Regions from separate parts of the Mus musculus genome. Here region 2 is linked to region 1. Evidence: chromatin contacts called from public Micro-C data. All regions are on one chromosome and are shown on one strand. The core of a region is the stretch at or near the end of the contact, and the rest is flanking DNA. Distances in the headings are between cores, read along the strand shown. Region 1 overlaps Cldn14 (claudin 14). Region 2 overlaps Hlcs (holocarboxylase synthetase (biotin- [propriony-Coenzyme A-carboxylase (ATP-hydrolysing)] ligase)).

What was found. A called contact is a pair of places that touch in the nucleus more often than the background predicts.
Region 2: a contact with region 1 is called in a Micro-C map of the G1E-ER4 cell line, with 4 times the contacts expected there. The contact joins two enhancer-like sites. A contact is called at or near these places in 4 of 15 datasets of contacts at CTCF or cohesin (the NIH/3T3 cell line, embryonic stem cells, large pre-B cells and 1 more), 40 of 484 Hi-C or Micro-C datasets (B cells, the C10 cell line, CD4 T cells and 23 more) and 20 of 115 datasets of contacts at active chromatin or transcription factors (the HPC-7 cell line, the NIH/3T3 cell line, T-cell acute lymphoblastic leukemia and 13 more).

What each region holds. Positions count from the first base shown.
Region 1 is chr16:93,913,076-93,920,969 of GRCm38.p6, forward strand. It overlaps Cldn14 (claudin 14), which reads right to left. Exons shown (of 2, transcript NM_001165925.1): 2 at 5,956-6,962. The coding sequence starts at 6,881. The coding sequence ends at 6,162. Among named protein-coding and RNA genes, the nearest start is that of Gm31012, 12 kb to the right of the region's middle. Within about 2 kb of position 5,051, at least 87 of the 459 cell types and tissues checked have an H3K27ac peak or open chromatin away from gene starts, as enhancers often do. A contact at or near this core is called in CD8 T cells, the G1E-ER4 cell line, T-cell acute lymphoblastic leukemia and 2 more, where this site is marked.
Region 2 is chr16:94,254,512-94,262,405 of GRCm38.p6, forward strand. The region is part of intron 5 of Hlcs (holocarboxylase synthetase (biotin- [propriony-Coenzyme A-carboxylase (ATP-hydrolysing)] ligase)); the gene reads right to left. Among named protein-coding and RNA genes, the nearest start is that of Hlcs, 32 kb to the right of the region's middle. Within about 2 kb of position 4,625, at least 10 of the 459 cell types and tissues checked have an H3K27ac peak or open chromatin away from gene starts, as enhancers often do. A contact at or near this core is called in CD8 T cells, the G1E-ER4 cell line, T-cell acute lymphoblastic leukemia and 2 more, where this site is marked.

The sequences.
Region 1 (7,894 bases), core at 3,801-6,300:
CACACACCAGCACACGGTGTACAGAGACGTCAGGTGACATGTGACTCCTGAAACAGAGGATAACTTAGGAGTCCTCTCCTTCCACCATTGTGGATCCTGGGACTCCAACTTAGGCTGTTACTTCTTTCCCTCCCTCAGTCTGTGGGACATGCCATCAGTCTGTGGGACATGCCATCAGTCTGTGGGACATGCCATCAGTCTGTGGGACATGCCATCAGTCTGTGGGACATGCCATCAGTCTGTGGGACATGCCATCAGTCTGTGGGACATGCCATCAGTCTGTGGGACATGCCATCAGTCTGTGGGACATGCCATCAATCTGTGGGATATGCCATCAGTCTGTGGGACATGCCATCAGTCTGTGGGACATGCCATCAGTCTGTGGAACATGCCATCAGTCTGTGGGACATGCCATCAGCAGCCGGTGGAACCTGACCAGCAGTTATGACTCAGGTTCCCAATTTTAAGGTCAATATCCTGGTTCTCTACCCAGTTTGTCGTTATCAAGTAAGTGGCTTGTGGTAGTATTTCTACTTCTGGTCACAATTTGAACATAGGATGTTTGGGGAGACTTCAGAGGTCTAAGATTTCAAAAGGCCCAAACCATGAGAGCATTGGGTGTGCTGTCCAGGAGAGAGGAGGCAGAAGCATTCAGTACAGGAGGGGCTTCCTCGAGACCCACAGAAGACCCACGGAGAGACTTACAGGTGGAAGGCTCCAGTGTGTATCTTCAGGGACAGATGGAGGAAACTTGGGGCTGGAAGACATCAGGGTCTGGTGACCTGTGCCTAGGTAGGGCTGCCCTAAGTGGGGAGACAGGTGTCACTTCTGAAACTAGCCCCTTCTTTTCTGGGCCTCCCGGGCTGCCTGAACTGAGGAGGAGGAACCAGAAAGCCTGGTAGATTACAGGCCTCTAGGGATCAGAGCCAAGTTCGAAGGAAACAAATGTAGCGTTTCTCAATCCACAAGGGCCATGCTGTAATTCATACCACGTTGTAACAGTGGGTTCCTGGCACTCATCTGAGTCTGACTCATGGTTCCTTTTCATTCTGAAACTCAGTCTTGTGTTTCACCTCCAAAAGACTCCATCTTGGTTAAGCTCTAGTCCTGAAGAGTGAGCAGGAGCTGGTGTCTACCCGCGGTGATGACCCTGATTGTGTGGCCAAAAAAAAGGCTTAGAGGAACAGAGACACTTGTCCTGGGAGTACATGAGAATGGAAAAGAGAAAGCAAGGGGAAGGTACTGCGGCCTGCAGGAGGTAATCCGAGCTTCCTCAGATCTACTTCCTGGTTTAGATGCCCTTTAGAGACCCAAGACGTCACTTCCTGTTTCCTCTGTGATTCAGACTTGGGGATGATGTCACCTTTCATCCTATGCAGTCAGGACCCATGCTCTAAGAGAAGCGCCACATGTGACCACCAATCATGCATGTGCTTGTCTGAACTCACATGAGACTAGACTCCTGTCTCATGTGTTGGAGCTGACATACATCCCTGACTAATCGTCTAGATGCAAGTCCTGGTTCAAATTCCCTTTCTACTGTTCTTTTTATTTTTAGATTCTTTGTTTGTTTGTTTGTTTGTTTGTTTTCAAGACAGGGTTTCTCTGTGTAGCCCTGGCTGTCCTGGAACTCACTCTGTAGACCAGGCTGGCCTCAAACTCAGAAATCTGCCTGCCTCTGTCTCCCAAGGGCAGATTCATTATTTTTATTTGTGGTGTGTGTGTGTGTGTGTGAGAGAGAGAGAGAGAGAGGGAGAGAGAGAGAGAGAGAGAGAGAGAATGAGCCGTCCCTCCAGCCCACTTTCTCCTGTCGATGACATTTCTCTTTCTAGGTCAGGTAGCTTGCCTGAGGTCCAGCTTCCCGCCTGAGTGATGGACAGTCCATTTGAATTGACTCTTAGGAGAGGGGCTATGGCATGGTTTTGTTCTTTACCAGAGTACTTCTGGCTACATAGTAACCTTATAATTATCAGGAAGTTTTTGTTTTATTTTATCTTTTGATATAGTCTTGTGTATCTCAGGCTGGCCTTGAGTTCCCTGTGTAACCCGAGGATGCTCTCTCTCTCTCTCTCTCTCTCTCTCTCTCTCTCTTTTCGGTTTTTCGAGACAGGGTTTCTCTGTCCTAGAACTCACTCTGTAGACCAGGCTGACCTCGAACTCAGAAATCCACCTGCCTCTGCCTCCCGAGTGCTGGGATTAAAGGTGTGCGCCACCATGCCCAGCTTTCTTTCTTTCTTTTTTCCTTTTTTCTTTTTCTTTTAGACTTATCTGTTTTTTGAGCATTTGTCTTCATGTTTGTAGGAGTGCCTGGTGCCCTCGGAGAAGAAGGTGTCGGATCTTCTAAAATTGGAATTATGGGTGGTTGTGAGCCATGATGTGGGTGTTAGGAACAGAGTCCAGGTCTTCTGCAAGAGCAGCCAGCGCTCTGAGTCTGAGCTTCTCTCCAGGAGGATTTTAAAGGCCTCACTTTCCTGCTTCCTCCCAAATTCTGAGATTCCAGGCAGGTGTTACTGCACCCGAGTTAAGCCCTGCTGGGGCTTGGACCAAGGGCCTCATGCCTGTCAGGAAAGTTCTTCACCAGCTGAACTGGACTCTGTGCCACCTGGTGGTCGAGAACGTCATAGCTACCCGAAGCCAGAGACAAACTCACATCTCCCTCCGTCCCCCCCCCCCCCCCCCCGTCCCCCGTCCCCCTTCAATATTCCTTTCCTTTCCTTTCCTTTCCTTTCCTTTCCTTTCCTTTCCTTTCCTTTCCTTTCCTTTCTCTTTCATTTCTCTCTCTCTTTCTTTTTTTTTAAAGATTTATTTATTTATTATATGTAAGGATAAGGACACCGTAGCTGTCTTTCAGACACTCCAGAAGAGGGAGTCAGTCTTGTTACAGATGGTTGTGAGCCACCATGTGGTTTCTGGGATTTGAACTCTGGACCTTCAGAAGAGCAGTCGGGTGCTCTTACCCACTGAGCCATCTCACCAGCCCCTTTTTTTGTTTTTTTAAGACAGGGTTTCTCTGTATAGCCCTGGCTGTCCTGGAACTCACTTTGTAGACCAGGCTGGCCTCGAACTCAGAAATCCACCTGCCTCTGCCTCCCAAGTGCTGGGATTAAAGGTGTGCGCCACCACTGCCCAGCTTCAATTTTTCTTTATTTTTGAAAATGTTATACTTAGACACACAGCTCTTATCTTTTGAGTTCTTCATTTTATAAAGCTGCTGATTGGGGGGCGGGGGGCATCCCCAGTGACCTTCAAGCCTGCTCTTGTCTGATTAGCTACCTGGTGCTGTCAGATGTGCTGGCTGGTTTTGTGTCAACTTGACCCAAGCTGGAGTCACTGGGAATGAGGAAAACTCAGCTGAGGAAATGCCTCCCTAAGATCTGGCTGTAAGGCATTTTTTAAAATTTGTGATCACCAACTCATGGTGGGTGGAGCCATCCCTGGGCTGGCCATTCTCCGTTCTATAAGAAAGCAGGCCGAGCAAGCAAGCCATGAGGAGCAAGCTGGTAAGCAGCACCCCTCCACGGCCTTTGCCTCCGCTCCTTCTTCCAGGTCCCTGTTCTGCTTGAGTCCTTGTCCTGACTTCCTCCAGTGGTGAACTATGGGTGTGGAAGTGTAAACTGAACAAATCCTGTCTCCCCCAACTTGCTTTTGGTCACAGTGATTTGTCACAGCAATAGAAACCTTAACAAGACACCAGGAGATCTCATGAGGCCTCATGGTCAGAGCAGATTTGTAGGTGGGACTGGCTGAAGGAAACAGAGAGATTCCTCAGATCAAGTCCCCCACCCCAAGCTTCCTAAGAGTCCCGAGAGCCCTGTGATGTCAGGGCAAAGCATGACACTAGAGGCTGTGACAGTGAACTTTGTCAACTACTCTAGAACAATGGTTCTCACCCTTGGGTCAAGATGCCTTGGTGGGCCAGATATCAGATATCCAGCATATCAAATATTTACATTACAATTCATAATAGAAGCAAAATCACAGCTATGAAGTAGCAACAAAATAATTTATGGTTGGGGTCGCCACAGCATGAGGAACTGTATTAAAGGGTCGTAGCATTGGGACGGTTAAGAACCAAGGCTCGGGCTGGAGAGATGACTCAGCAGTTAAGAGCACTGACTGCTCTTCCAGAGGTCCTGAGTTCAAATCCCAGCAACCACATGGTGGCTCACAACCATCTGTAATGGGATCTGAGGCCTTCTTCTGGTGCGTCTGAAGACAGCTACAGTGTACTCACTCATATACATAAAATAAATAAATAAATTTTAAAAAAGAAAAGAAAAACAGAACCACGGCTCTAGAATCGTCTAGCAGATTAATTACCGGGCACATCTGTGAGGATGATTTGAGGTTGGTAAACTGAGGAAGGATGGAAGAGCCGCACAAACTGTGGGTAGCACGGTTCTGTGGGCTAGGGTGCAGGGCTGACGGCAGGGAGAAAGCTGGCTGAGAACCCGGGTCCATCTTTTACTGCTTCCTGACTGGATTCGACATGTCCATGCTCACAGTCCTGATGCTGCGCTGGACTGAGCCCTCAGACTGTAGCCAAAATAGGCCCTCCTTCCCTTGAGTCGCATCTTAACAGGTGAGGTGTGTTGGTTAGCACAGACTGGCCTTGAACTGGCTGTGTAGCCAAGGATGGCTTTGAACTTCCGACCTTCTGATCTCCACTTCCCAATTTCTTCGCTAACAGGTGTGCCTCTCCACGCCTGGCTTTATGTGGGGCTGGGGCTCTAACCCAGCGCTGGGTAAGCACTCACCGATTGAACTTTGCCCCAGTCACTGACAGGTGGCTGTAATTAGGATCATAACTAATACAGGGTTATGACATCATTGACGCCTGTGTAGGTCTAGGGCTTGGGCTGTGACCCTTTCTCCACATTCCGTTTGGATATTCAGTTTTACCCTTTGTGATCATGGGCCAGGGTCTCCCCAGGCTGAGCCACTGAGCCTCACCCTGCCCCACTGCAACTCTCGTGCTGGGGACTCTCACGCTCAGCCCTTGAGTGGGTGTGTCCTCCCCACTCAAAGCCTTTGGCAGAGGCCAGGGCAGAGAAAGGATGTGAGCACAGCTCTAGATTCCCTGGGGTAGGGTGTGGGAGGGAGGTTCAGGGAGACAGCAGACAGCTTTCTGGTCATGTGGTTGGAACCAGGAAGGACACTGGGGTCCTCACAACTTTCTAGGATTTTCTTTTTCTAGGTAAAGGAGCTCCCTAGAACCTGTTGTCACGGCAGCTAGGACTTAGAAAAAGAGGGTAACATTTACAGCTAAGCCCTGGGGGCCAAGCACTCCTGACTGAACTTCGTGCCAACGCACAGAAAGCAGAGGTACCAGAACCTCTTCCGCTTCTCTTTGTAACTTATTAAAGGAAGAACTGTTGAGCCAGCAAGACTCTTATCTGATAAGAGAGGCTTTGGGCAAGCCTATGACCTGAATGGTGTGATCCCAGGTTCTGCCACAAGGTGGCAGTAGAGTAAGACTCTGGGGAACTGTCCTTCACTCTCTACGCTGCCCCCCTTCCCCTTTCTCTCACACACAAGTGCGGGCGCGCGCACGCGCGCGCACACACACACACACACACACACACACACACACACACACACACACTACACAGTGGGAACCGTTTTCAGGTAGACAGCAACACTCGCTTAACTTTCTGCTGTGTGGTGTCCTTTGAGGCTTGCTTCTAGATTTACAGGGGCCTCTGTGACTTCCTGGGGGCACAGCAGTCAGCTTTCTAGATTTTCCCATCATGCACTAGTGGATGCTAGTGATTCAGTGTCAAGGTCAGGGCTCCTGGTCCTTAGTTTGGCTGCATAACCAGGATACTCCAAATCCCCAGGACTCAGATGAGGCTTTCCACACCTTGAAGATGCAGCAGGAGCTACTGCTGCCCGCCTCACAGACCACCTCCACGCGGCTTGTTCCCGTGAGACAAACCAACCCGATGGATGGGCCACGCTTCCAAGACACTCTTTATTGAGCTCTTATTAAGCCACCCGCATAAATACATATAATAAATAAAAAACCAGCACTTTTTAGAAGTCTTTGCTTTGAAGAGCACCTCCTTCCCTGTGTTCCGGGCTTGCTCTCTGCATCCTTCCCACATCCATCATTGGTCCTTTGGGGCCCAGCATCCCTGGCAGAAGCCCGGGGAAGGAACTCACACGTAGTCATTCAGCCTGTACCCACTGTGCGCGGCTGAGGTCACCGAGGGGGCACGGTTGTCCTTGTAGGCCGCTGGTGGGCGGTAGGCAGGGGCGGTAGCCGTGGTGGTAGCTCCGGCCCTGGACTGGGGCGGGTAGGGTCTGTAGGGGGCCTCGTCCTGGCAGGATAAGCAGAGCAGGGTGCCCCCGATGAGAGACAGGGATGAGGAGATGAAGCCCAGGTACAGGGCCTGGCCGATTTCAAACTTCATGCCACTGGGCAGCAGCGGGTTATAAAAATTCTGCACCACGTCATTCGTGGTCCAGGACACGGCCACCATGCACAGCAGGCCGGCCAGCAGGAAGAGCGCGCCCCCCAGCACTGCAAAGGTGGTCTTGGCGGGTGTGCCTTTGGCGCAGCGTGTGCACTTCATGCCCACTACTGCGCAGGCGCAGGCCATGCCCGACAACAGGCAGGAGATGACCATGAGCGCCCGGGCGGCCTGCAAGTCCCGGGGCAGCGCCAGCAGTGAGCGGTAGATCTGACACTGGTAGATGCCTGTGCTGTGCCACACACATTCCATCCACAGTCCCTTCAGGTAGGATACGGCAGTCAGGATGTTGGTGCCCACATGGGCCGTCCTCCGCCAGTGTGGCAGGATGGTGGTGATGAGCGTTCCTACCATGCCCAGGAAGCTAAGCAGGAAGCCTAGGAGCTGGACCGCTGTGCTGGCCATGGCTAAGGGCCCCTGCTAGCCGCGCTGAGCAGTGCCCAGGTCCCCAGGGATGGATCTGGTCCTTAGGTGCCCGCAGGAAGCCTAATAAAGCCAGGAGGAGAGGGAGGGCAAGAAAAGGGAACTGGGTTAAATATTATCTCGATGCCTTTATTTCTGTCACCAAAACACTTTTCCATAGGCAGTTCCTATGATAATTAACATGTCCTGAAAAAAAAAAAATGGAGGCTCCTCAGGGTGGAAGGACAGAGCTGGATGAGAGGATGCAGGTCCCAGCAGCCTGTGCTTCCTGGAGACCCCAGAGCTCCCATTCTCGATGTCTCCGGGACCTACGACTTAGGGAAAGCACACAGAGGGAGTTCTACCTTATATGTACACTCAGGTTTTTCTGTTACACCTCAACCTTCCTTCCACACAGCTTGGACTGACATGCGTTAGTTAGGGTGTGTACCTGTTGTGACTTAGAGAATGGCCTTGGGGGCTGTGTCTGTAAGGGGGCGACTTTCTCTGGCACCTCAGAGGCAGGTCAGGGGCTGTTTTGGAATTCAGGCCTGATGTGACATCAAGCTTGCTGACTCCTGCCCAGGGACAGGATTCCAAGTGGCCAGATGCTTAATGCATCTGACAGGAGTGTAAGCCAGGGCTCAGCCTGCTTTCTTAGTTACAGAGACTGCCCAGCGTAGGGGACCCTCTCAAGCAAGTCAGGACAGTCCCCAGCTTCTCCACCTCGACAGAGTCCGAAGAGTGAAAGGTCCAGGCTTACATTGGGCCCCCTGGCTGATTCCTGACCTGAATTCTAGGCTGCCCCAAACTTTCCTTTTCAAGGTTACCCATTAAAGACTGTCGGAAGGCTTGACAGGAGCCCACAAGGCTTGGTGGTGGACCAGTCTGGGGAGGTCTAAGTGTATTTATGGAAAGCAAGGGGAGCTAATTTTAGAAATCACTAGGTTTTGCTATTTTTAAGTTAAGGATTTTCTAATTTAAGAAGTGTTAATGAGCTTCAAACCTCCCCCTCC
Region 2 (7,894 bases), core at 3,375-5,874, 340 kb after region 1:
AAGGCTCCTCGCAAAAACAGCCTGTAAAAAGGAGACTGAGGACAACACCCCGTGAATTCCGCTTTTTGCATTTCGGAGTTAAAAGGGATTGTGTGGCCTTTACACGGGCATTGTACTTGATAACAGGAAGTCAGTCAAAATGAACAAAAAAAAAAAAAAATTCCAGTATTGGTGGGGAGAGAAAGAAGAAAAGAGAGAAAGGTATATGAAAGGCCCTTGAAAACATTCGCAGCTATAAAAGCTTTTAAATGTTGGCTTTAATCTGCCAGCTGCTCTGGGCTGTTCTGTAAAGCAGCCGCCACAAGACCTCAGCAGACGCACGCACACCAGGAGCCACCCAGTGCACCTGGGACCCCGACTTTCTCTCCGATTTGGATCTCCAAAGAAATATTTCTTTAACTGTATTTTAAAGTATTGCTAGAAGTTTGTCCCTTATTTAAGATTCAGAACTAGGCCTAAAGGCCACAGGAGGGAGGGGAGGGCTCCATGTCAAAACTGTGCTTAAAAAAAAAAAAAAAATCTGTCAGGTAGAGATTTTTTTTTTCTTAAATGGAATATTGAAATTTAAAAAGCAACAACACTAGGCACTTTAGGCTCCAAACAGCTAGTTCACAACCTGGGAAGACAGCTCGGCGAGCACAACACTGGCAGGGTGCAGTGGAGAGGCAGTAGCTCTAATGCAGGGGATGCAGCCAGGGGGTCCCTGGAGCTATTAGGCAGCTAGGCTAGCCGAAACATGGGGAGAGCCATGTTCAGGGAGAGACCCTGTCTCCCAACAACAACAACATTACCATTGCATAGAGAAGTGATTGCAGACAGACAGATCTCGGTCAGTCCCTGGCTGCCCCACACGCTTGCCAGGTTAATGCAGCCATACTTGCATATATCACCCCGCAACACAGTTTTGTTTTTAAATACTAAGAAGAAAGAACCCAACTTTCAGGCTGAGGACACAGCTCGGTAATACAATAGTGAGGCCCTGGGTTTGATTCCCACCTAAGTAAATAAGTAAATGAAAGCTCAGGTTCCCCATGCCAGGGATGGACGGATGGATGGACGGGCAGGCAGGCAGGCAGGCAGGCAGGCAGGCAGGCAGGCAGGCACCTCATCCTGCCTATTGGGGAGTCCAGATGAGACCATGAAGCACATTAAGAAGACGCGGTTAGCCAAAAAGCATGTCATCAAGATAAGAAATGACTGTGTCTCCCAAACTGCCCCAGCACCTGGCCCACCCTCATTAGCTCCCAAATATTTGCTGAATGAAGTGGCCAGTGCAGACAGAAGGGAGGTCCCGCATGGAATGACTTAGTCTACATTCTGTCATAAAGCAACAAGACCAGAAGAGAAGCTTGCAGTTCGTGACAGCTATGTGTTAAAACACCACACTAAACACCTTCAATGTGAGCAATTGAAAATGAATTTTCAGGAAGGGATTCCCTGGGCAGAAAGGCCACACTAAGGGCTTTCTGATACATCTACAAATATAAAAAACGATTCTCACCAACAACAGCCAATCACCAACAGGAGCTGGGGTCTGAGGAAGGGAATAGAGTTTCTTTGTTTATGATCTTGGGTTGAATCAAAATGGAATATTGTAACCCTTTTCTGTCTTTAAGCATGTACTGATTCATGCCACGACTCCCACAGCACCGACATCACACACACACACACACACACACACACACACCACCAGCACCACCACCACAATCATGACTCTACCCAGCTGCTTTATCAACAAACTCAGTTGTCGCTTCTTGTTATGGTTACATCTTGATCCCAAGGGCAAGTAACTGGACGCCCTCAAAGAGCTCCTGCCAAGCAGGAGTCCAGCGGGAGTCTCCCAGGTCACCTACACATCACTGCGCCCAGCCTCGTGCACACCTAAGAAAGCAAAACAAAAACAAAAACAAAACAAAACAAACAAACAAAAAAATGTGTGTGTGCTCCCTAACTGAGTGGGAAGCCAGGCCGGGGGAAATCTGCAAACAGCCTGGGTTCCTCACAGCAATGGCAGTTCCCCTTGCTAGAGGTGGGGGGTTCCTCAGAGAAGTGGCAGCCCCCCTGGCTAGAGGTGGGGGTTCCTCAAAGCAATGGCAGCTTCCCTTGCTAGAGGTGGGGGTTCCTCAGAGCAATGGCAGCCCCCCTGGCTAGAGGTGAGGCGTCCATGCTCTTCTGCATCCTCTGGCCACCCGGGAAACATCAACATGTCACACGGACAGGGATGGTATGAGATGGAAGGTGGGGGTGGCTCTAAATCCCAGCTGGCCTAGCCGTTCCACAGGAGCCGCCAGAGACTCCAGTGTGTCCTCCTCCTTGTTGCCCTCCCTCGGACAGAGATTAGAAGGCAGGGGAACAAGACAGTTTTCACTGAAAAAAGAAGTCTGCTTTTATTTATAAAATTATTATCTTTTTACATAAAATAAATGTTTAAGTTTTCCTACACAACATCACAGAAATGGGTTCCTTCTCTGTTTTTTCCTTACAAAATGTGTGTCTCCCACGGCATACCCCACAGTGATGCTGCATTCCTGCCAACACTTCTACTGGATGGAGGGCTGACAGGAAGGCCACCATGTAATGCTAGCCCATAATGTATCTTACATCAAGCGTTCGGCCCGTCAGCCTGACCTTCGCTGGCCCCTGTATGGGTTTATTCATGGAGAAGTAGTGCGGAGGGTTCTGGGTCACCCCAGCAGGAACAGGGCTCCAGTCGTGACTAGTCCAGCAACGCCTTCTGCTCACACGGGTGAGCACCAGTGAGGCACCCACACACCAACCCTGGAGCTCACTAGTAAGCCGGGCAGCCATGACTGTGACATGCCACTCACAGGAGTCAAACAGCCCACTGGCAACGCTACACCCCCTAAACCAGCGGTTCCCAACCCTCCCAATGCTGCGACCCTTTAGTATAGTTCCTCATGCTCTGGTGACCCCCAACCATAAAATTATCTCAATGCCGCTTTATAACTGAAGTTTTGCTACTGTCATGAATCAAAATATAAATATCTGATATGGAGGATATTTGCTACCCAGATTGAGGATGACTGCTCCCAATAATTAAGTCAGATGTCAAATTTCAACCAAGTGTCAGAGTCCAAACAATCAGGTTTTAAGTACATGTGAGAGGCTTCCAAAGTTGATGACACACTAGCTTGTTTTTTTACTTATTAATAACTAGCTTGGCTCAATATGAAAGTAACATACATCTATCATAGACAATTTTGAAAAATATAAAGAAAACTTTGAAGTGTTATTAAATTACATTAAGCTTACCACCAGAATGTGTATGTATGTATGTATGTATATATATATATATATATGTATATGTATATGTATATGTATATGTATATATATATACACACACACATATATATGCATTTGTACATGTGTGTATGTTTGTATATAAGTGTGTTTGTGTGTGTATATGTGTTTGTGTATGTATATGTTTGTTTGTGCATGTATGTATATGTATATGTATGTGTATGTGTATACATGTACACGTGCATATGTGTATGTGTATACACGTGTATGTTTTTGTGTGTACATGTGTGTGCATGTGCTTGTGTGTGCATGTGTGTATACGTATGTGTATACACGTGTATATGTTTTTGTGTGTACATGTGTGTGCATGTGCTTGTGTGTGCATGTGTGTATACGTATGTGTATTGTGTGTGCGTATACATGTGCATATGTCTACACACCGTGGCTCTTCCAGTCTTCTTTTAGTGGACCCAGGTACACAGCATGCGGTGTTGTTGGTTTTCAATATACTGGCCTCAGCTGCAGGCCTGACCTTCCACCTGTCCCTGGGAGGATGGATCAGATGTAAAGACCCATGTCGGAAGGAAGGCAGCGTGGCAAGGGAGCCGCCCCTCAGCAGAGCCCTGCTTTGCCCTGCCTTCCCAGTGGTCTCACCAGTCACCATGGTGGGGCTTTACTAAGGTGGTCCAATGCAGGTCTTGGTGTTCAGGTAGGAAGGGAATTCTCAGCAAATAGCGGACACCAAGGGTCCCCAGTTTCTCTTTGTATCACGGTGGGTGACACAGAAACATGGGGTGGAGGGGATGTCATAAATCTTGCGAGCTTCTTGCCGTCAAGAGCAGCGTCAGGGCTCAACGCTGAGTAAACACAGCTGCTCCTCAGTGGAGGTATTTAGATAATTTCTCTATTTATTTTGTTCTTTCACGTCTTGTACTAGAACGGGACTTAATATTGAATAAATGTTGAATGAATGGATGGATTTTATGAACTGTGGCATTGAAATGACTTCTACAGACCCAAAAGAAAGTGCCACCAATATAGTAGAAAATGTCCAAATTACACTATGTGACACTGATATATGGAGAATAAATTAAATTTCTGAACAGTTACAGTTAGAGGGGGTTTGTAACTCAAGTTGCCTAGCTCAGCAGCGACATCATGTGGTGAGAGCGTGGGTTTCCATGAGCAGAGAGCTTTACAGGAAGCAGGAAGTCTGCACAAACTCCTAAGGCATGCGGCAGGTCCAATGGATGGGAAAGGCCAGGATCCTCCTCCTGTACCTTTCATCCAAGAGAGGTCAATGAGACCTACTGTGCACAGATGCAGGAAGAGAGGTCAGTGAGACCTACTGTGCACAGATGTATGAAGAGAGGTCAGTGAGACCTACTGTGCACAGATGCAGGAAGAGAGGTCAGTGAGACCTACTGTGCACAGATGCAGGAAGGAAAATCAAATTGCCTCTTGGGTTTATAAACTGAGCTGCACAGGAACTTGAAGTGGCAGCCTCAGCATCGGGACAAGGGCAGGGCGAATCTTCTGTCTGCCCCCCGCCCTCCGCCCAAAAAAACCCACCTCTTACTGTTTCTATTTTCAAATAGTTTGGAGAACTTTTGCTCCAAGAAAACACAACACTTGATCAGTACTAGAAAAGGAAAAAACCCTGACCTCTGATCAGAGCGTTGAGAAATAACATCAACAAAGACACACCACGGTCACATGTGTGCTCAGTGCCCTGAATTCTCAACGTGAAACAGAAGTCAGTAAGAATGAAGCAGCCAGGAGGAATGACCATCCTCAGAGCTGACCTCAAGTCCATGAGGGAGACCGGGACCCGGAAAGAATCTCAAAACTATTCTTGCCAAGACTACATGTGTATGCTAGACAGAGCAAACATTGGCTTTCCCCTTTGACAAGAACTTCATCCCGTGGATCGTAAGTGGGTAAGCTAGCATTCCTCCAGCCAGCAAATGCCACCCCCACTGCCACTGGCTGCCACTGGACATTTTAAAGAGTCGAATTCACTCTATCTGCGTGTCTGCACACACATGTGTGCAAGTGAGTGTACATGTGTGTGGACACGTGTAGAACATGTGTGTGGTCACGTGTAGAAGCCACACGTCCTCTCATTTGTTCACCGCTGTATGTACCGAGGCGGGGTCTCTTGCTGAGCCCAGAGCTAGACAATCTGGCTCGTCAGCTTGCAGAGAGGCCCACCTCCACTCCCCACAGGCTGCAACTGCAGGCAGGCTGCTGTACCTATCCAGCTTTTTATGCAGATGTTGAGGGCACCAAGTAAGGCCCCATTGCGAAGACATCCAGAGCTTGTCCACAGTGTGTCCTCCTCAGTGCAAGAGCTGAGAGACTAAATACCCATTGCTCTTCAGGCAAAAAACTGCAGCTTAGGTATTTTAGCTGTACATGTTCTACCTAAAGAGTAGAACCTTCCCAGGAAAAGAAAACCCAAGGCTATCTTTCCTCTTCATTTCTCTGCTGTGGTCAAAAGGCCTACAGTCAGGCCTGGGAAAAGGGCAAGCAGACCAGGGGCAAGCCAGCCAGCGTTGCCCTCTGACCACTCAGGCTGCAAGCTTGCAGGGATCACACACTTAACCCCATCTCCAGTTCAATCCTCAATGCTCAGGAGAGGAAGGAAGGAGAGGGCCTAGGAGGCTGACGGTCATATTCCACTGAAGACAGGTGGCCTTGGCCCACACGGACAAGAACCTAAAGCTCTGAGGACTGCTGGCTCTACTTGGTAATTTTATGCCATAAATCACAGTCATAAGTTTTGCCATATGAACTGAACATGAAACAGCAATGAGTAACTTGGAGTTGGAATTCCTATGATGAAGACACAAACAAAAGCCATATGATTAATGCATTAGAAATGGTGCGAACTGCGGAGCCGGGCTTGGTGGCTCACATCTGCTGAGGCAGGAAGATCCCTGCAGGCTTAAAGGTGGCCCCTGCTACAGAGTGTGTTCCAGGCCGGTGTGGGCCAGTGAAAACTTGCCTCAAAAAAAAAAAAATGTTTAGAAATTAGATAATGAAATGTAATAAAAGAATGGTTTTTAAAGGACAAAAGAGCATCCTGTGTTGATATTAATTTTTCAATTGGAAGCATTTCCTTCCATTTCTTAGCCTAGATTCCGGGAACTTATTAAGCACATCATGTTTTCTTAACCCAATACACCTCTTAACAATCCAACCATCGCTGCATTAACTCGCTGCATTATCGTTTAAACTGCAGTGCTTACACAAGTCTCCCATGCTGCCTCCTTTGGTCCTCACACAATCCTCTCGGATCGTCATCTGTCTCTCTCTCCGTCAGTACGGTGCACCCACACAATGCCAAGCTCTGATCCACACAAACCAAGCTCGCCCAGGGGCAGCAACCAACCCAGAAGGCAGCGTCTCCCCTTTCCACAGTGCAGGCATGAAGGGTGGATTTTGCTCTTTTCAAGCGAAGCAGGTGGGTTCGGTGTGTGGCATCCCCTGGCCACCGAGCTTTTGCTGTATGTTAACATCACTAACCCCACAGACTGGCCTGCTGCTGGCTGAGAACTGAAAGAGCTCTGCAAAATCATTTGTCACTATGAATAAGAAATTGACAGCATGTCACCACGACGGGATTAGTAGGAACACACACCTGGAGAATCTGGCAGGCTGCCCAAAACCAGGTATCCCTCACAGACCAGCGATGAATACAGGTGGGAGGTGGACTCCGGAAACACTGCCAACACTTCCGTTTTCCTTTTAGACACGAGTGGCAAACATAACACCTAAAGCCTTCTAGACATCAGCACACAGAAGTAGTGATTTCCCGCCTACTGAGGAAAACCCAGATCAAAACAACTGGTTTCGATCCCAACTGATGGCAGAATCCACATCAGTCATGCTCAGGGAACTGGTTCCTGCGCCCCTTCCCACCGACGCCAAAAGCCAGAATCTCAAGTCTTATACAGAACAGCGCAGCATTGGCACATGGTCTCTGCATGTCCTCCTATAGACTTTAAGCAATCTCTAGGAGGCTAGAAACACGTCCTATGTTGCAAACGCTGTGTGAATACTTGCTACGCTGTACTGGGTATTGCTCAGGTAACGACAAGAAAAATAGTCCGTGCATGTTCAGGAGAGGCAGGATTTTTTTTTTTTTAGCATGTGTGTGATGTGTGTGTGTGTGTGTGTGTGTGCTGTGTTGTATGTGTGTGATGTGTTATGTACATATACACGTCTGTGTGTGTTCATAAAAGTCAGGGTAAGCATGCACCAAGGCACACACATGTCAGAGGACAAGCTTGGGTGTCCCTCTTCTCCCCTGCTGGAGACAAGGTCCCTTGCCATGCAGGGTGACTCCTGGCCAGGAGCCCTCGGGACTCTCCACCTCCGCCTCACATAAGGAGCACACACAAGTTCCTAGGACATAAAGGTCAACACCCTACACTGGTCTTTACCCACTGAGCTGTCTCTCTGGCCTAATATAGGCTCCTTCCTTATTTTTTTTTTTCAAATATCTCATCTACAGTGGTTGCAGCCACACAGCTACAGAACCGCGTGTGTGGAGATGCGGCCATGCACTCTGAGCACATAGGACACAGCTCCATTTCTCCACAAAAGGACCATGCCCCCAACTCCA